Linked DNA regions of Mus musculus: region 2 is linked to region 1. A link is a contact called in public Hi-C data. All regions are on one chromosome and are shown on one strand. Each heading gives the region's core, a stretch centred on a gene start, on an enhancer-like site or on the middle of the called end of the contact. The rest is flanking DNA. Distances are from core to core; before and after follow the strand shown.

The links. Hi-C and Micro-C count contacts between places; a contact is called where the count stands out from the background.
Region 2: a contact with region 1 is called in a Hi-C map of forebrain, with 7 times the contacts expected there. The contact joins two enhancer-like sites. A contact is called at or near these places in 9 of 484 Hi-C or Micro-C datasets (cerebellar granule neurons, embryonic stem cells, forebrain and 4 more) and 1 of 9 other capture datasets (embryonic stem cells).

What each region holds. Positions count from the first base shown.
Region 1 is chr6:135,439,446-135,443,452 of GRCm38.p6, forward strand. No RefSeq gene overlaps it. Among named protein-coding and RNA genes, the nearest start is that of Emp1, 79 kb to the left of the region's middle. Within about 2 kb of position 2,251, at least 30 of the 459 cell types and tissues checked have an H3K27ac peak or open chromatin away from gene starts, as enhancers often do. A contact at or near this core is called in forebrain, where this site is marked.
Region 2 is chr6:135,660,366-135,664,483 of GRCm38.p6, forward strand. All of the region lies in intron 1 of 4930425L21Rik (RIKEN cDNA 4930425L21 gene), which reads left to right. Among named protein-coding and RNA genes, the nearest start is that of 4930425L21Rik, 3.5 kb to the left of the region's middle. Within about 2 kb of position 2,251, at least 16 of the 459 cell types and tissues checked have an H3K27ac peak or open chromatin away from gene starts, as enhancers often do. A contact at or near this core is called in forebrain, where this site is marked.

The DNA.
Region 1 (4,007 bases), core at 1,001-3,500:
TGACAAAACACTATGACCGAAGGAATGTGGGGAGATAGGGATTTATTTATACTTATACTTCCATATTGTTGATCATCACCAAAGGAAGTCAGGACAGGAACTCATACAGGGCAGGAACCTAGAGGCAAGAGCTGATGCAGAGACCACGGAGGGGTGCTGCTTACTGGCTTGCTTCTCATGGCTTGCTCAGCCTGCTTTCTCAAAGAACTCAGGACTACCAGCATAGAGATAGCACCACCCACAATGGTCTGGGCCCTCCTCCATCAGTCAGTAATAAGGAACAATTCTTACAGACCTGCCTACCACACAATCTTATGGAGACATTTTCTTAATTGAGGTTTCCTCCTCGCAAATGGCTTTAGCTTGTGTCAAGTTGACAGGAAACTGCCCAGCACACTCACTGTGTTCCATTTCCCCATTTTGGAATGGTAATGTGTATTCTGTGCCAATGTATATTGGAAGTATGGAATCTGCTCTTTAGTTTTGAGTTTACAGAGAGGCTACAGTTAAGAGAGCATGAGTCTGAGAAGAGACTTTGAAGTTGAGACTCTGAAAGACTATGGGGGCCTTGGAAGCTTGACTAAATGCACTTTGTGTTAAGGCTTGGCTATAAGCCTACAGAAGCCAGAGAGTGGAATGTGATAGTTTAAATAAGAATGGCCTCCATAGGCTTGTATATTTGAATCAGGGCGTGACACTATTTGAGAAGGTTTAGAAGGATTGGGAGGTGTGGCCTTGTTGGAGAAAGTCACTAGGAGTGGGCTTTTGAAGTTTCAAAAGCCCCTGCCAGATTCAGGCTTTCTCACTTCCTGCTGCCTGTAGATCAGAACGTAGCTCTTAGCTACACACTTCCTGCCATGGTGATCATGGACTATACATCTCTGAAACTGTAAGCAAGACACCAAGTAAATGTTTTCCTTTATACCAGTTGCCATGGTCATGGTGTCTCTTTACAACAATGGGATGCTAAGACACTGAGTATATGGATAAACAGTCATCACTCAGATCTAACAGCTCTTTATTTATTTATTTTTTATTAGATATTTTCTTTATATACATTTCAAATGCTATCCTGAAAGTTCCCTATACCCTCTCTCCACCCTGCTCCCCTACCCACCCACTCCTGCTTCTTGGCCCTGGCATTCCCCTGTACTGGGGCATATAAATTTTGCAATACCAAGGGGCCTCTCTTCCCAGTGATGGCCAACTAGGCCATCTTCTGCTACATATGCAGCTAGAGATACGAGCTCTGGGGGTACTGGTTAGTTCACATTGTTGTTCCACCTATAGGGTTGCAGACCCTTTCAGCTTCTTGGGTGCTTTCTCTAGCTCCTCCATTGGGGGGCCATGTGTCCCATCTTATAGATGACTGTGAGCATCCACTTCTGTATTTGCCAGGCACTGGCATAGCCTCATACGAGACAGATATAACAGGGTCCCTTCAGCAAAATCTTTCTGGCATATGCAATAGTGTCTGGGTTTGGTGGCTGATTATGGGATGGATCCACAGTGGCACTACTTTTTAGGAAAAGGAAATAGCCTCAAAGGCAGTCAGTTAGTCAGCTACACAGTGTTATAGCTAGGAGCTGTGGCTCAGGGTTTCAGAACTAACCCGTCTCTTTCCCAGATGTCACACAGCCTCTTACCCTCTCTGTGCTGTCTTGGTGATTACCTGAGAATAGGTCATGCAGCTTGAAGATGAGCCGTCTGCATCTCCTCAGTGCTTAGAACAGCACTTGGCATGGAATGAACATTCAGGAAGAGCTTGTTGGGTAAATGCACAAACAAATAAGTCTCAACAGAGCCCTCCCCACCGCCAGCGGTCCCCTCAACCCCGAGCCAAACACAGACAGTTGGAGGGAGCTGACTTCATTGGTGCCCAAGAACAGCAGCAGCAGATGGTGCTGTCCAGATCTGAAACTTGGTCCCTTTACTCCTGCATGGAGCCTCTCACACTCCACCCTCTTGTCCCTCTCTGAGTTGTCCCTGTTCCAGGAAGGTGGCTAGCTGAAGGCACGGGCCTTCCAGCAGAAAACACCTGGCTGGTCAAAGCCTTTTTGTCTCTGCAATTACCTTCTATTTCCCTCTCCCTCTTCAATTTCATGCAAAGCCAACTGGTATTTCTTTTCAGGCAGCTGAGAACACCAGATGGAAGGGTGGGGGGAGGTGGAGGCAGGGTGTGAGGCAGCGAAGGGACAAGCGGGGCTGTGGATGAGGGGGACCATTAGAAAGCATGTGATGTGGGGACAATGCCAGGCAGGTCAGTGGAGGTAGGGAAGGCAGAAATGGTGGATAAAGCCAGCAGGCACCATATGTGCACATGCACACTAGCAGTACTTTCAACATACCATTAAAACAGAGAAACGTTCTGGTTTCCGTAGCAACAAGGACGAGATCCGTGCCTCAGCCAGTGAAACTTATTGGGGGAAAAGGCATTTGCCTGTTAAGGAGACTGATGAATTGGGGGATAATTATACAGAGTTCTGCCACCATTAACAACCTACAAACACAATTCGGAAAATATTGTAAAGAGTATGGCGGACTGATGAAAATCCCACAGAGGTAGGGGGCGGGAGGGAGGGACAGAAGGCAGAGGGAAGGGGCTACAGGAATGTTCTAGGTAAATACCCCTTCGTGTGAGGTACCATTGGAACCAGCTCATATGTCAGTCTTCAGAGGCCTAAGGTAAGGTGAAGCTGGGTATATCTGTCCCCAATTCTACAGTGCAAGTACGTTGTGTCCTGTTCTCATTTGTGGCTTCAGAAAGTGGGTAGGTGGATATGGAAAGACTAAGTTTGGCAGTAGCGGACTCTGTGACATTTGGACCCTGTGTCTGTGTTTCCTATAGTGTCCAAAGGAACTCTTAGCTGACCCATCAAAGGATAGGACAGTAGAGGAGATTCCTGACACCCGAGTCATGCATTATAGAATCTTGCCTGGAAGAGAAGGAAAACAAACTACAATTATCTTGTCCTCCCGGTAGCAAAGACCCCATGCCAGGTACATATTAACTATTAAATAAAATGCTGCCAGAATGGGCACTGGGGCGATAGGGACTGGGGCTATGGTTCGGTTGGTAAAGTGCTTGTTATGCAAGCATGAGGGCCCGAGTTCACATCTCCAGTGCTCACATATAAAGCCAGACATGGTGCTCTGCGCCTGGAGTCCCAGTGCTGAGGAGACAGATAGGAGCTTGCTGGCCAGCCAGGTTAGCTGCACCAGAGAACTCCAGATTCAATGAGAGACCCTGTTTCAAAACACAAGGTTAAGAGAAGCATGAGAAGACTATCAGTGCCAGTCTCTGGCCTCCACAAACATTTGAATGAAAGTCTATATAAATGGATGGATAGATGACTAAAGGAATGAGCAAATGGATGGATGCATAAGAATCAGGAGAGAGAACCCATGTTCTCACCTCTTACTTCTGGTAACTTAGTGGCAGATTAGACTCTCAGAGGTAGTGTCTCTCCATGAGATATGCATTAGGATTCTGAGACTAGACTGTTCTGTGTCCCAGGGGACCTTTAAGGTCATTTGAATAGTCTCTGTCCTGCGGACATGCCCTGTGGTGTACCATTCTATTGGCTCTGTTGAATTAGAGGGCAGGAGCTGCCCACGGCCTCAGAGCACCCAGGCCAGCTCTCGCTCCTGTGGCTCAGGATTTTGTTCTGAATTCATTTTTCCACTTGCTGATTTTCCTACACTTCCAGGGGCTGCTCTTGGCTGACCCCCACGCTTTCATTTAGAACCACGCTATGTAGCTATCTCCTTGTAGTGGTTTGAATGAGTACCGTCTCCACAGGCTCTTATAGTTTGAATGCTTATTTGTCAGGGAGTGGACATGTTTGGGAAAGATTAGGAGGTGTGGCTTTATTGGAATCGATGTGGCTTTGATAGAGAAGGTGTGTCTCTGGGGGTGGGCTCTGAGATCTCTCTCACTACTTGCAGGATGTAAAGCTGTCAGCTACTGCTTAGTATCACGCATGTCTGCTTCCCTCCATGATAAT
Region 2 (4,118 bases), core at 1,001-3,500, 220 kb after region 1:
GCCTCCGGCAATTGCTATGTTTCCTAGATAGATCAGGCACCTTCAGGATAGTGAAACAGGCAAGCCAGGCAGCAAGCAATAGGCAGATAAAGAGATAGCCATAATAAAGTGTTCCTAGCCAGTATAGATACCAGAGTTCACACTAGATGACTTTGGACAATAGGCAGAGCTTGTTAGTGGTAGATCTTTTCCTTTACAACCTGTATTAATGGCTTTGTCTACTTCTCTTATCAAGTATCTGACAAGATACTTGTCAAGTTTTAGCTTACAGTTTGAGGGATTGATCCCATCAGGACGGGAAAGGATGGTGGCAGCAGCCTCTCACAGCTCGTCACATTGTGATCACATATAAGAAGCAGAGAGCACAGAGGAAGTAGGCCCAGGCTATCAGACTTCAAGGCCCATCCCCAACAAGTGACTTCCTCCAATAGGCTTCTACCTCTTAAGGTACTACAACCTTCCAGAGCTGCACTATCAGCTGATGACATGACCCTGTGAGAGATAATTCACATTCAAACACCATCCCATCCCAACACAAGTACCCCCATAATGTGTTGCTATTTTGAATATCTTTAGATAGCCTTCCCACAAACCTGTCCTAGTAAACTGAATCAGCCCACCCCAATATAAACCACTTTTCTCATAGGTAGCAGAGAAAGAACTAGATTGGGATCATTGATGATAGGTTTATGTCATAAGAGAGTTGTATATAATAATTTGACTTGAGAAAATTTTGTAAGAAAGTTCTTTCAAGAAGTTGATCTCTGAGTGTTGTGGTAGGCCTCAAAGTGCATTTACACATATCTTCAACATAACAGGTTTAAACATCTCATGTTTACCATTTCTACAGTGGTTCATGGACCACTAAACCAATGCCCAAATATTTACCCGACACCTCTATGCAATGACAGTATTTATTGATATAAGTTGTCACGGAGGTGAAATGGTCCAGAACTGGTGAGCTGTGTCACTTGGCATCTTTCTGTACTTTATGTTGCCAACTGGGAGTCTATGTGATGCACAACTGAGATTCTTCATGGAGAGGTACAGGAGTAAGTCAGTATACGTTGTCCTTGGATGTTCCTCCTTCCCAGTATTTCCATGATATTAGCAAAAAAGTAAAAGGGGAAAGGTGGGAGCCTGGTCTGACCCAGCACCATGGCAAATGAAGCCTAAGGTGATAGACTGAGCTTCGGGGAAAGTTCTAACTACTTTGTCTTGGTAACAGCGGGTACATTTACAAGCTGATGGCATAGAGCTGAGCCGTCTTTTATGTGTGTGCACTGCATGCATGGATGTATATTCCTGCACATGCTCATATATTTGTTTGAATATGATGGGTGAGTGAGTCAGGCAGAGACAAATGTGTATGGAAGCCAGAGACTGATGTTGATATTGGGATTTTTCTGTGTTGCTCTCTGCCTTATTTTTTGAGACAAGATCTCTTACTAAAATTAGAGTTTACCTATTTGACTGGAATACCTGGCCAGCGAGCTCTGAAATACTCTGGTCTCTGCCTCTCCAGCACTGGCTTTTGTATATACTGCTGTACCTGGCTGTTAACATAGATGCTGAGGATGAACTCTGGCCATAGTGTTGACATGGCAAACACTTTCCCAACTGAGCTGCCTCTATCCTCAGAGCCTTTCTTTTTCAATTAATGCATTCCATACTTTCCTCATCACTAAGACCCACTACACGAGGAGAAGTAACTGAAGAGAGGAAGGACTTACTTCGATTCATTTTGAGGTATGGTTCATCCCAGGGAGGAAGGCACAGAAGTGGGAAGGGTCCACACTATGGCAAAGGAGCTCCAGGAGACTTGCTCACAGGAATCAGGAAGCAGAAGGCAGATGGGCAGTGGGTCTGCTCTATAAGCCTCAATGTCTGCCCTATAGCAACTCACTTCCTAAAAGTTCTACAAACTAGAGACCATGTGTTCAAACACATGAGCCTACAGGGGAGGTTTTTTTTTCCCATCTAAATCATTGTGATGCATATTTATTCAGTGTATAATGGATCCTTGGGTTCATTTCCACTTTACAGCCTGGGCTGGAGGACATCTCCATTAGGGTAAGCCTTGATAATGAGAGTTGAGGGCACCGTGACAGTATAGCCATCTTTGTTGGTGTTCTGGAAAGCTGGCTGGCTGGGTTTGGCATTTTCTCTGCTGTGGCATAGTGTGCTTGGACTTTATTGGGATAGGCCCCTTGTTGAGCATGAAAGCTGGTTTCCTTTTTCCTGCCAGAAGAGCTGGCGCTCTCATTCACCATAGTTTATGGGTCTGCTGGATCCAGCTCAAATACGCCTCAGCAGAGTCTGTCTCTGGGGAGAAAGCAGCTCTTGAGAAAGGGCAGTTAAAGATACTGTTGTTTGTCTCAGATTCTTATTGGCATCTGGGACCAGGTGAAGACAGGGACAGGGATGAGGCCAAAGCCCACAGCCCTACACAACCCAATTATGCAGTTAAGTAGCTTTCCACAAGGTGTTTCATTGGCAAAAGCAGTATTTGCAGGAGGCTTTCTTGAGGCAAAAGCTGGGGGCGGAGGATATAGGTCATTTAGCTATACAATGAGGCAAAAGTCCTACTTGCCAAGGCTAGAAAGGTAGGTGGTAGAATTGGTGCCATCCAATTTTCTAAGACTACATTTATCTCTTTGGCTCCATTTCATTCCTGTCATCACCCTTAGATAGGAGCAAGCTGGGATTAAAGCTCAGAAAAAAATGTTTTGTAGGAGGCAACTAGTAACTTAGTATCGTTTTCTTTACTGATTCCAGCCAGCATCATGAATATCATTGACTTTTACATGGTGTGCTGAGCCATTTGTGACACTTTCCCAGTTATATCTTGAGGGCTTTTCCCCCAGAATAGTTACTGTCCCCTGGCAAGGGTACAAAAAGAAGGTGCCACATACGGCTAGTAAGATGGCTCGGTTGATAAGAGCACTGGCTGCTTTTCCTGAGCACCTGGGCTTGGTTCCCAGCATCCACATGGCAGCTCATAATCACCCATCACTCCAGTCCTGGAGATCTTCTGCTCTCTGTTGGCCTCCAAGGGTACTAGGCACACATGAAGTGCACAGACATACATACAGGCAAAACACTCATATGCATAAACAAACAAACAAACTTTTAATGCAGGTGTTGTCCTTGTGAATTGGATTCCCACTATATATTGAACCTGCCTTGATCCTGTACCTTCCCCTTCCATTGCCTTTGACTGCAAGACATCAATGTGCCTCAGTCACAAGGTTTATGGTATTTGTATTAAAGAGCCATGAGTGGAGCCTGGGGATTTGGACATAATTCAGAAATCCCAAGAAGCAGAAGGAGAAGGAGTCAAATGTCTAATGCAGTTAATATCTGAATATTACTGGACTACAGACGTGTTGTCACAGAAAAAAGCATCTCTTGGTGGGTTTTGCTTTATTTTTGTGACCGTGAAGATTGAATCAAAGGTCTGGACCCTGTAAGTCAAGTGTTCTGCCACTGAAACACATCCCAGTCCTTAGATGGTTTATTAGCAGATGTCTTGATTACTTTAGAATTTGACAATTTCATACAAGTATGAAATCTATCTGGCACTCCTCACCTGTCCACTCTCCTTTACCCTTTTCCATTCCCACAAACCCCTTCTTCTCCCAATAAGTCTCCATCCAAGTTTCATGTCTTTTTGTTCTGCGTGTGATTTTAATCCCATTTGGTTTAATCGCAGACACAATGGGCCTGACTTGAAGCTCATCACTGGACCACAGGCAACTTGCCAACAGCTACACCATGGAAGCTGATGTTCCTCTTCTTTCAGAACCCCCGACTGTCAGTAGTTCTCCTGGGAGGAGCCTTCCCCATCTATGATTGTTGTTGATAGGCTAAATTCTATGCAGAAACCATAACTGCCGTGAGTTCATGGTTGCCACAGCCACATCATACCCATAAGACACTTTCATAGCCCCGCCCCCACCTCCGCAATATGATTCTTGTATCTTTTGCCCTACTTCCCCATAATGTTCCTTGAATCTTAGAGAAGATTATATGGGTGTTCCATATAAGGTGCAACACTCAACAGTCACAGGTTCTCTGCACCTTGGCTGCCCATATGTTCATATTAACTGACACTT